Regions from separate parts of the Mus musculus genome. Here all the other regions are linked to region 1. The links are chromatin contacts, called in public ChIA-PET and HiChIP or PLAC-seq maps. All regions are on one chromosome and are shown on one strand. Each heading gives the region's core, a stretch centred on a gene start, on an enhancer-like site or on the middle of the called end of the contact. The rest is flanking DNA. Distances are from core to core; before and after follow the strand shown.

What was found. ChIA-PET counts read pairs in DNA pulled down with a chosen protein or histone mark. HiChIP or PLAC-seq counts read pairs in DNA pulled down with a chosen protein or histone mark.
Region 2: a contact with region 1 is called in an RNA polymerase II ChIA-PET map of memory CD8 T cells, with 21 read pairs. The contact joins the enhancer-like site here to the promoter of Zdhhc5 in region 1. A contact is called at or near these places in 14 of 39 promoter capture datasets (the 3T3-L1 cell line, the C10 cell line, the HPC-7 cell line and 10 more), 2 of 484 Hi-C or Micro-C datasets (B cells and CD4 T cells), 11 of 115 datasets of contacts at active chromatin or transcription factors (bone marrow-derived macrophages, craniofacial prominence, embryonic stem cells and 7 more) and 3 of 9 other capture datasets (adipose tissue, liver and macrophages).
Region 3: a contact with region 1 is called in an H3K4me3 HiChIP or PLAC-seq map of bone marrow-derived macrophages, with 3 times the contacts expected there. The contact joins the enhancer-like site here to the promoter of Zdhhc5 in region 1. A contact is called at or near these places in 3 of 39 promoter capture datasets (cranial neural crest, frontonasal cranial neural crest and liver), 4 of 115 datasets of contacts at active chromatin or transcription factors (bone marrow-derived macrophages, microglia and pancreatic cancer cells) and 1 of 9 other capture datasets (macrophages).

The regions. Positions count from the first base shown.
Region 1 is chr2:84,713,675-84,716,843 of GRCm38.p6, forward strand. Zdhhc5 (zinc finger, DHHC domain containing 5) reads right to left here and starts at 1,490. Exons shown (of 12, transcript NM_144887.4): 1 at 1,309-1,490.
Region 2 is chr2:84,497,450-84,500,618 of GRCm38.p6, forward strand. No RefSeq gene overlaps it. Among named protein-coding and RNA genes, the nearest start is that of Gm13710, 7.8 kb to the right of the region's middle. Within about 2 kb of position 1,667, at least 10 of the 459 cell types and tissues checked have an H3K27ac peak or open chromatin away from gene starts, as enhancers often do. A contact at or near this core is called in memory CD8 T cells, where this site is marked.
Region 3 is chr2:84,536,696-84,539,864 of GRCm38.p6, forward strand. No RefSeq gene overlaps it. Among named protein-coding and RNA genes, the nearest start is that of Gm13710, 31 kb to the left of the region's middle. Within about 2 kb of position 1,461, at least 8 of the 459 cell types and tissues checked have an H3K27ac peak or open chromatin away from gene starts, as enhancers often do. A contact at or near this core is called in bone marrow-derived macrophages, where this site is marked.

The DNA.
Region 1 (3,169 bases), core at 240-2,739:
TGTATAAAACAAACAATACAGAGCCAGGTGTGGTAGCTCTCGACCTCAATCCCAGCACTTGGGAGGCACAGGAAGTCAGAACTCTGAGTTAGAAATCAGCTTGGTCTTACAAAGTGAATTCCAGGGCAGCAACAGTTATGTACAGAGATCCTGTCTCAAAACAACAACAAACAATTCAAGATGTGTAGTTTGAAGACTTTCATAAGGTTTGATATAAGTAGTTCCTTTGGAGCAGTGCAGTGGACAGCACATGTATTATTTGTTAAAATAACCAAACCTTATAGCACAGAACACTAAATTTGAATATATAGAAATGGAGATGTCATATAGAAGAATGAATACATGCTATGAAGGAAAGATCCAAGAAGAAGTTTAAAAAGAGTATTATTACAGATCGACGTAGGTGCCCAAGTACCTGGCGATAGAATTCTTACAAACACTAGATGAATTTGTATGCATTCATGAGCACCGGACAGATCTGTCTGATACAAAGCAGGCTCACACTGGGATAAAAGGATGGAGATCTAACCTAAGATTATCCTGGACAAGATGGCATTAACCAGGAAGTAAACCCAAGAGGACAAAAATGGTCTGCAATGTAACATGTATCTATTCTACGACTACTTCTAATAACTTTAGTCACTTTCTTGTTTCTCGTTTTAGTGGTTTCATTTGGCCAACTGGTTAAGGAACTTTAAACTTCCCCAGGAATAGACGGCTAGTGATAAAATACTGTCAGATACATTCAAGCCCTACTTGTAAAATAAAGTACAAAGTACTAAAAGCATAAAAGCATGGAGCACCTGGCTGGTGGGGGGTAGGGAGAAGCAGCCGATGGATGGGAGAAAGAACAGGTAACCACAGGACGAAGCTCTAACCAAAATAAGGACCAGTGGAGTGTAGGGCGAGGGGCCTGAACCGCGGAGCGGTAAAAGGAGTACAGTCCCCGGCCGGCAGCTGGAGCAGTGGGAGTCATCACCGGGGGCAGGACTGACTACCCCTGGCCCAGAAAACACGGAATCCACCGCGCGCAGGGCCCGCCGGAGCTGAGAGAACCGCGGGCCGGGGAAGGAAGGGGCGGCGGCTCCGCAACTGGGCAGCCGGGCACCAACCGGGTCCAAGCCCCGGCGGGCGGCCGCGGCTCTCTTAGTCTGCGGGCGTCCGTTTCGGGGCCCGTACAGCCCGAGGAGGGGTAGGGCCTTAACCTCCTCCCCTCCGCGGTCCCCCTTCCCTAGAGGTCACTCTCCCCTCCCACCTCACTAGCCCAGCACTTCCGGTTCCGCAGGGGCCAGCGTCCCCGGTACTCACCCCCGGCGCGGCGCCCGTCACCGCCGCCGTCGTTGTCACCGCCGTCGTTGTCGCCGCCGCCTCCCAGCAGTGCCGTCTGGCCTCTGAGAGGCAGCGCGCGGCCCCCGCACGCTCCACGCCCGCCCCGCCGCCGCGCGCTCCCGACGGCCGACGCTCGCCTCTGTGCGGCCGGCGCGCGGCCGCTGCCCTCAGCCTCCGGTCTGTAGCCTCACGACGTTCCCATTGGCTCCCGGGCGCGGGCGCGGGCGCGGGCGACGTCTCTCGCGGGGCACGTTCTTCTCATTCATGCGGCTCGCGCCGCCGAGCCCGCCCCCGTTCACTCTTCCATTCACCCCCTAACCCCCGCCCCCACGGCGCTCTAGAGCGTGCGCGCGACCGCGGGCGACCGCGGCGACCTCGCCTTCTGATTGGCTGCAGGGGCACGGCGCCGCAAACACGTAGTGACACGGGAGCGCGCGCGCCTGGCCGTCGTGTCTGGCTGGATGGTCGGGAGAGGGGACATGGCGAACTGCGCCGGTTTGGGGACGAGGAACTGGTCTGGCGAGATCTTTCTCTTATTTTGTCCGCTTTCCCATTTGTAGTGTAGTCAAGAAAAACTTTTAAGCAAAAAAAATTCTACGTATGTACCGGAAGTGCTCAAAAACAAGCAGATGCCCTTTCTTAGTTCACCAGCCTCCTCCGAGTTGGCCTGGTACAGTCCTGAAAAGCATCTACGATAGCCAATCACCGTTAAGCCTTTCCGGCTTCCTTCCTTGCCTCTTCATTCATTGGTGTGAGGATTCGGTCGGGCAGCCCCTCCAACACACACACTTTTTTTTTTTTTTTTTTTCTTTAAGGACTGAAACTTTATTTAAAACAATCCGTTGGCGAAAGCGTCAGTGGGGTAAATTCTCAGACCGTGGCAGAATTCCTGAGTGGTGGTATGGCCTCACCTATGGAGGAAGGAGGCGCACGGCCCATTGAACAGTCTGAGGAGAGGGTTCTGTCCAAGGCTGGGTTAGATGAAGGAGCTCGGCTGCTATCCCTAGATTTACAGTGCTTGCCGATGGAGTGAAGCACTGGGAGTGCGCGGTGCGAGGCGTAGACACCTCCACGACTACACGAGGAATGGGCGCCCTGACCTCACCCAATTTGAGAAAGCAGGCTGAAAAGAAAAGTCTTTCTAGAATAGCTCCTGTCCCTGGCGAGCTGCTGGCTAACTCTCCGAAGATCGCGGCACTACATTTTGCCCTAATTAAGCCGAGACGGCTGTGGACCCGGTGGCTTTGCCATAGGGCTCTCCTCTTACAGCTTCAGGCCACCTCTCATTTGTAAAGGAGCTCTGTTACATAACAGCCCTTCAAAAAGATATCCCCGAGCCGCTTCCCTGAAGCGAAGGTCTCGTTCAGGGTTATTTCCAAGTCCTGTCATTGTTTCCTTGACTTCACTTCAAATGTTACTGATTTAACTTTGACACTTCAGCCTTAGGCATCCAGTTAAAGAAAAGAAAAAAAAAAATCTACCCTTTTTTCTTTAGACTCTAGTCTTATCCCTTATCATTTTTACTACTGGCTTAAATGCAGCGTTTATTGGAACCGTTACGAGCATACATGTTTTAAGGAGTGGAACTTTATTTTGAAAAATCCGTTGGCGAAGACGTCTGTGGGGTAAATTCTCAGACCATGGCAGAATGGTGGTATGGCCTGGGCTGTGGCTCACACATCACACATGGAGGAAGTAGGTAGCACGGCCAATAGAGCGGTCTAAGGAGAGAATTTTTAAAAATCTTCAGCATTATGAATAATTTTAAAGTATTATTTGGAGGTACAACATTTACCCTATCAAGTATATTCTGCCTATAAAATAATGTTTCCTTAAGATG
Region 2 (3,169 bases), core at 417-2,916, 220 kb before region 1:
AAGAGTTGCCTTGGTCATGGTGTCTCTTCTCAGTAATGGAAACCCTAACTAAGAGAGAAGTTGGGACCAGGGACTGGGACATTGCTGTAATATTCCTGACCATGCTTTTGTTTGAAGGAATGTGGATTTTGGAGCCTTTGGAAGGCAGTAAGATGCTCTAAGTGGAGCTTAATGAGCCATCGTTGTAGGAATATGGAAGACATTGGTGTTGAGGGTGATTTGAACAGTGGTGACCTGGCTCAAGAGTTATCAAAGGAGAAGAATATTAGTATGTAGCCTAGAGACTGTTCTTGTTATATTTTGGTGAAGAATATGACTGCTTTTTGTTCTGAAGAGTCTGCCTGAGGTTAAGGTGAAGAGATTTCAGTTAATTGCTTTGACAAAGGAATTCTCAAAACAGCCTGGTATAAATTTTGTTGTGTGGTTACTAAAGTATCATCTTTGAAGAACATTTTTAATGAAAAGGAGCAAACTGAGAAAAGAAAAATACAAAACATATGGTTCAAAGAATAAAGGGGCACCAGGAAGTAAAATTGAGCTGAATCCTATGTTCAAGGAAATAAACAGATTAAGGGAGTGGTGACCTCAATGCAAGGTCCCACCCTGCTAAGCTTATTGTTTACGCTTTTGCAGATGAACAAGGGATTTGGTTATTGTTCCCATTTGGACTTTTAATCTGAAATGAACTACAATCTGGAAACAGAGAGCACAACTATGATCCAGATCTTGAGCCTTCTGATCCCAATCTTGAGGAATAATGGTCATAAAAAACTTAGGGCCAGGAATGGTGGTGCACACCTTTAATCCCAGGAGAAAGTGGCAAGCAGATCTCAAGTTCAAGGCCAGCCTAATACAGAGCAAGTTCCAAGTAAAAAAAAGCTTAGATCCAAGCATTCAGGAGACAGAGGCATGCAGATCTCTGAGTTCAAGGTCTGGAACTACAGAGCAAGTTCCAAGACAGCCAAGCTTAGGCAGTGAAGGAGTTGGAAAACAGAAAGCTGGTAACAGAATAAGGGGGACTATGTTCCAGCTCCAGTAAGCAGCAGATCTTGGCAGCTTTGGCCATGTGGCTCTGGCTTTAGAATCAAGAGTAGGAGACTACTGGGACAATTGATGCTGGTTAGCTGGACCTAAAAAATTAGTGTTGATTAATAAGACACTAGCATCCCTGAGGTGAAATCTTCTGGGAAGTGTTTTCTGAGAGCACAAAGAAGCTGTTTTCCAGAGATAGCCAAGGTTGTAACTCAGGCTGCTGCTGCACTTGGTAATGTATAAGAATCACGCAAGTATTTCTGGTTTTGAAGGCATGAAGGGGTCATGGAGAGGAGCTGAGGCTTGGCACTGTGAGAGGCCACTGGTACAGCCTCACCCCACAACTGAATGGATCTTGCAAAAAAGTTGAGACTTGGCACCATTAAGGGAGAGAGGCTATTTGTGAAGCCTAGTTGCAATGAGAAATCCCAGCATATTAGTGATGCCAATACCATGGGATGACCATCAAGAACAGCAGCAGCTGTGAAGTGGAGTCAACCAGAGCCTAGAGTGCTCCAGAGGGCAGAGCCGGAGAAGTGACCCAAGCCCTTTTGAAAAGTCCAGAAGCTCGTGTGTAGATCTCAGATGATCAGGAACAGGAAGCTGTGAGGTTGAAGTTGCCTTGGAGACCTCAAAATGTTAGAGATGCAAGATCCATGGGTACCTGCCGAGGAAAGCTGCTAACAGGAAGTGGTACCAGCCCAGGGGAAAGAAGTTTGTTGTGATCAATAAAGATGAAAAGAGGTGGAGATCTGAAGACCACTTTGGTGGTACAGATTTGAAGTTTGCCCAGCTGGTTTTTGGCTTTGTCCATTATTCCCTCACTATGATGTTTTGGAATGGTAATGTGTGTCTTGTGATGTTTAAGGTATGTGATCTGCTTTTTTATTTTTACTTTAGAGGGGACTACAGTTAAGTGACTGATTGAATCTCAGAAAAGACATTGAACTTTGGATGTTTAATACTGTTGAAACTGTTATAGACTATGGGACTTCTGAAGTTGGTCTAATGTATTTTGCATTATGCTATGGTATGCATTATATTATGGTATGGCCCCCATAGATGTCTATGTTTGGACAAACCTATAAGGGCCAGGGAGTGGAATGTGGTGATTTGACCAGGAGTGGCACTATTAGGAAGCCTTGTTAGCGTTAGTGTGACCTTGATGGAGGGAGTATGTCATTGTGGAGGTGGGCTTTGAGACTCTCCTCCTAGCCATGTGGGAGCCAGGCTTCTCCTGTTTGCTTTTGGATCAAGATGTAGAATTTTCAGCTACTTGTCCTGTATCACATCTGCCTGGACGCTGCCATGCTTCCCACCATGATGATAATGCACTGAATCTCTAAACCTGTAAGCCAGCCCCAATTAAATATTGTCCTTCATAAGAAAAAAAAAGAATGTCTCATTTCTCAGCATTTTAAGAGAAAAACATCCTAATGCTTGCTTCAGCTTACTTTGGAGTGAGATATAAATACACAGACTCCAAAATCCATATACAGAAAAATAGATTTCAAAATAGAGTGGGTTGGCCTGATTGCTGCTTGTATTCTAATGCTAATTTGGGCCCCCAAAACTGGTTGCCCAGAGATGAGAGAGTCCAAGAGGCTAGGTAAGTGACCCTGCCCCCAGTTAACTGTGATTGGCAAATAAAGATGACCACAGCCAATAGCTGGGCAGAAGAGACATAGGTGGGGTTTAGGTTTCCCAGGCTTGGCACCATGAGGAGGAAGAACATGCAGGAGAGAAGAGAAAAGAAGCCACCATGGGATAAGGGTCAAGAGACCATGGCCCTGAGGTCTGCCCTATTGGAGCTAAGAGCAGCCCAGATGAAACATAGTAAGTAGTAAGTAATAACTTGGGGTTATTGATAGGAAAGTAGATTCTAACAGCAGGGAGGGTAGGCAGCTACCCAGCTATTGTGCTAATTAAGGCTTATTGTAAATATAAAGGTGGTGTGTGTGTTTTTTAATCCAGAAACTCAATAACATAAAGCAAGGTAGAAGCTCCCAGCTGGAATTTAAACAATTTCTACTAGACAAAGTGGAGCATGTCAACCTCCCAGGCAAAATGTCCACTAACACAACAGTAGCATGGCTGTTATGGTGATAGCCAACCACTTTACAACTGGATAAGGGAG
Region 3 (3,169 bases), core at 211-2,710, 180 kb before region 1:
AGACTTTATGCAAAGAGTGAGAGACTTGGGAACAGTTGGCCTTAAAAGGGATGTCACCATTGAATCACTCTTCTAGGGGCTCAGGGAACTCTTGGGAAAAGGAGCAGAAAGGCTGTAAAAGCCATAGTGGATGGAGAACACCAAGAAAAAAGGCCCTGTAAGTGACACAAATGAAGCTCATCTGAACTCACAGCCTGGGACAGCACACTCATGACCTGCTTGTGTGTGCACCAGGTGCTTTGTGTATAGATTATGGTTTCTTGTTTAGTGTTTTTAATGGGATTCCTGCGTGTTCGAATGAGTGCATCTCAGTTTCTTGTGCCTTCTCTTAGATTCTTTTCCTTTTGGTTTGGTTCTGTCTAATTCAGGTATGTTAGTTTTGTCTTATTTTATTATTGTCCCTTAGAAGCCTGTTTGTTTTCTGAGGAGAGAAAGAATTGGAGCAGATCCAAATGCGAGGGGGGCCAGGGAGGAACTGGAGGAGTAGAGGATGGGAAACTGTGATCAGGATATATTATGTGAGAAAAAAATCTAATTTTAATAAAAGGAAAAATAAACACACATACACAAAGGCAGACACAGAGAGAGGGAGGAGAGGGAGAGGGGGGGTGGGGAGGGGGAGGGAGAGGGAGAAGGGAGAGGGAGAAGGGAGAGGGAGAGGGGGAGGGGGAGGGAGAGGGAGAAGGGAGAGGGAGAAGGGAGAGGGAGAGGGAGAGGGAGAGGGGGAAGGAGAGGGAGAATGCAAAATGTCTTCCAGTAACTCTGTCAACTAATAACTTCAAAAAGCCACACTGCTCAAAGAAAGGTAAGCTCATTTAGCCTGCAGTGGCTAAAAGGCCTTCAGCTGAGGTGATGAGGTGGCTTAGCAGGATAAAGTTGTCCTCTGACTTCCACAAGTGAACTGAGACAGGAGTGTGTGTGCACTCTCACACACCATAACAATAGTAACACTGGTAATAACCGTAGCAGGTAATAGTAATAATAAAGCTTTGTTTTAAAACTTCTTTAAGACTACTACCTTAATAGACTTTTTCTAGAATATCTAAGGGTGGCGTTCAATGACAAACATTCCCAGGATTTAGAGGACTAGACTCAGGGGTTTATGTAGATTCTTTTCAAGGCAGAAAACAAGTCAGGATTAAATGAAGTCTGTGACTTATCACTGGCACAGGAAGGGATGGGGCAGGAGGCTGGTCTTGGCAAGTGAGCTATTTGTTGAGAAGAGACTACAGTGTCCTCGGGTAAGTAACTTGCATGGATCCATGAAGCCACCATGAATCTGCTTCTTGGTTTACAACCCTCTCCCTTGGCTTGGTTTCCCTGGAACAATTAGTGAAAGCAGGTTAAGTCCCCGTGGTTAAGCCATGGGGATATGGATGGTCTCAGTCCTAACATTCAGCTTATTATTATTCTTTAAACCAACTTGAAAACTCTATACTGTTCCCATGGAAACAGAGCTTTACTTCCTCCCACCGATGACACCACACTTGGGCTATCAAAATGAACTTTTTTTTTCTTCCTTCCAACGCTCTTAAGGAGACAGCTGGGAAATCATCTCCGCTGGAGAAGAGAAGAACTCTTCAGACTATGCAGAGACTCTGTGCACATCCTAGATGGTGAATATGTCATCAACAATCCCCCAAGGGGATTCAGAACATCAAGTAAAACCTGGAATAGCAGATCAATGCTATGGCCACATGGGTAATTTTAGGATATTTTTTAATTGAGAAAGACCAATTCTCCGGCCCTACATTTCCCTAGCTATATGTAACTCTCAGCAAGCAGCCTCCCTTCTTTGGGCAATTTTTGAGCTAGATATTCCCCAAGAACCTTTGACTGAAGTCTTTCGGGATTAGTTTTAGTGTTATTTATTTGTTCTTTGAGAATTTCATATGCATGCACACATATTTTGATCATATCGACTCCCTCTGCCCCCAACTCTTCTGGCCCCAGGAGCAACACATCCCCTCCCAACTCTACATTTTAAATTGTTTTTAAATAGCTTACTGAGTCCAGATAGTGCTGCCTGGATTATTTGACATGGTACCATTAATATGTTTTAGTTTTTTTTTTTTTTTTTTTTTTTTTGGTTTTTCTCGAGATAGTGTTTCTCTGTGTAACCCTGGCCATCCTGGAACTCACTCTGTAGACCAAGCTGGCCTCGAACTCAGAAACTTACCTGCCTCTGTCTCTCAAATGCTGGGATTAAAGGCGTGGTGGCACACGCCTGGCACATATCTTCTTTTAATAATAATAAAGTATAACAATGATAAAAGATATCCATTTGGGTGATTACCAGAACTACGCCTCAATACAGATAGATGGGTTAACCCCCTTTGCTTGCTTGCTAAGAAGTAAGTTCATTTGGCAGAATTTCAAAGGTAGGAAGAATTTAACCCAAGACTTCCTTCCATTGCAGCCTATTACCTGTCAATCAGGTTTACAACAAAGGGCCCACATAGACTCTTCCTATAACTAGAACCATTCTGAACCTCAGATGACACACTGAAGAGACATAGTTCCTGGATGATGCATTAGGTAACCTGTGGTGGTTGGAATGCAGTGGGGAAGGAGGCTGTAGCCCAGTTTCCTCTCTGTGATTAGATTACCTGGGGCTTTCCCGAAACCCACCCCTAGTCTAGGCACCAACCCCCACCTCCAGGGAACCTGAGTAATGCAGTCCCCCTTCTAGTGAAACTCCCTCCAGGATGAGTAGCATCCAGACTGAGGTTCTTCTACACAAACAAGTCACAAGTATTTTGTTTCGGATGGTGATTTTCCTAAGGTCATGAAAACCCAAAGTAGCAATTAGCCAGGCACCCCAAGGAGGGAACAATTCTTTCCTGCCTGCCTCGGGAGAGCGGGCTGCCAACCACTTCCTTAGTGCTTCAAGCACAAGTCTCATTTCTCTGTGAGTTATTCATAATACCTTATTGTCGGCCAGTAAAGACGGATTAAGTAAATGATAGCATACATGTGTGCACTTGTGCACCACACACACACACACACACACACATGCAAACCACCATTACCACCATATGAAGTCACTAAATATAATATAGACAAATCGTTTTGAGAAAATGTGAATGTCAGAATCTCTTGTATGGTACAACTGTAGAAATTTACAGTCATGATCATATTAAGTGATTTATGTAAAAAAGAACACTAA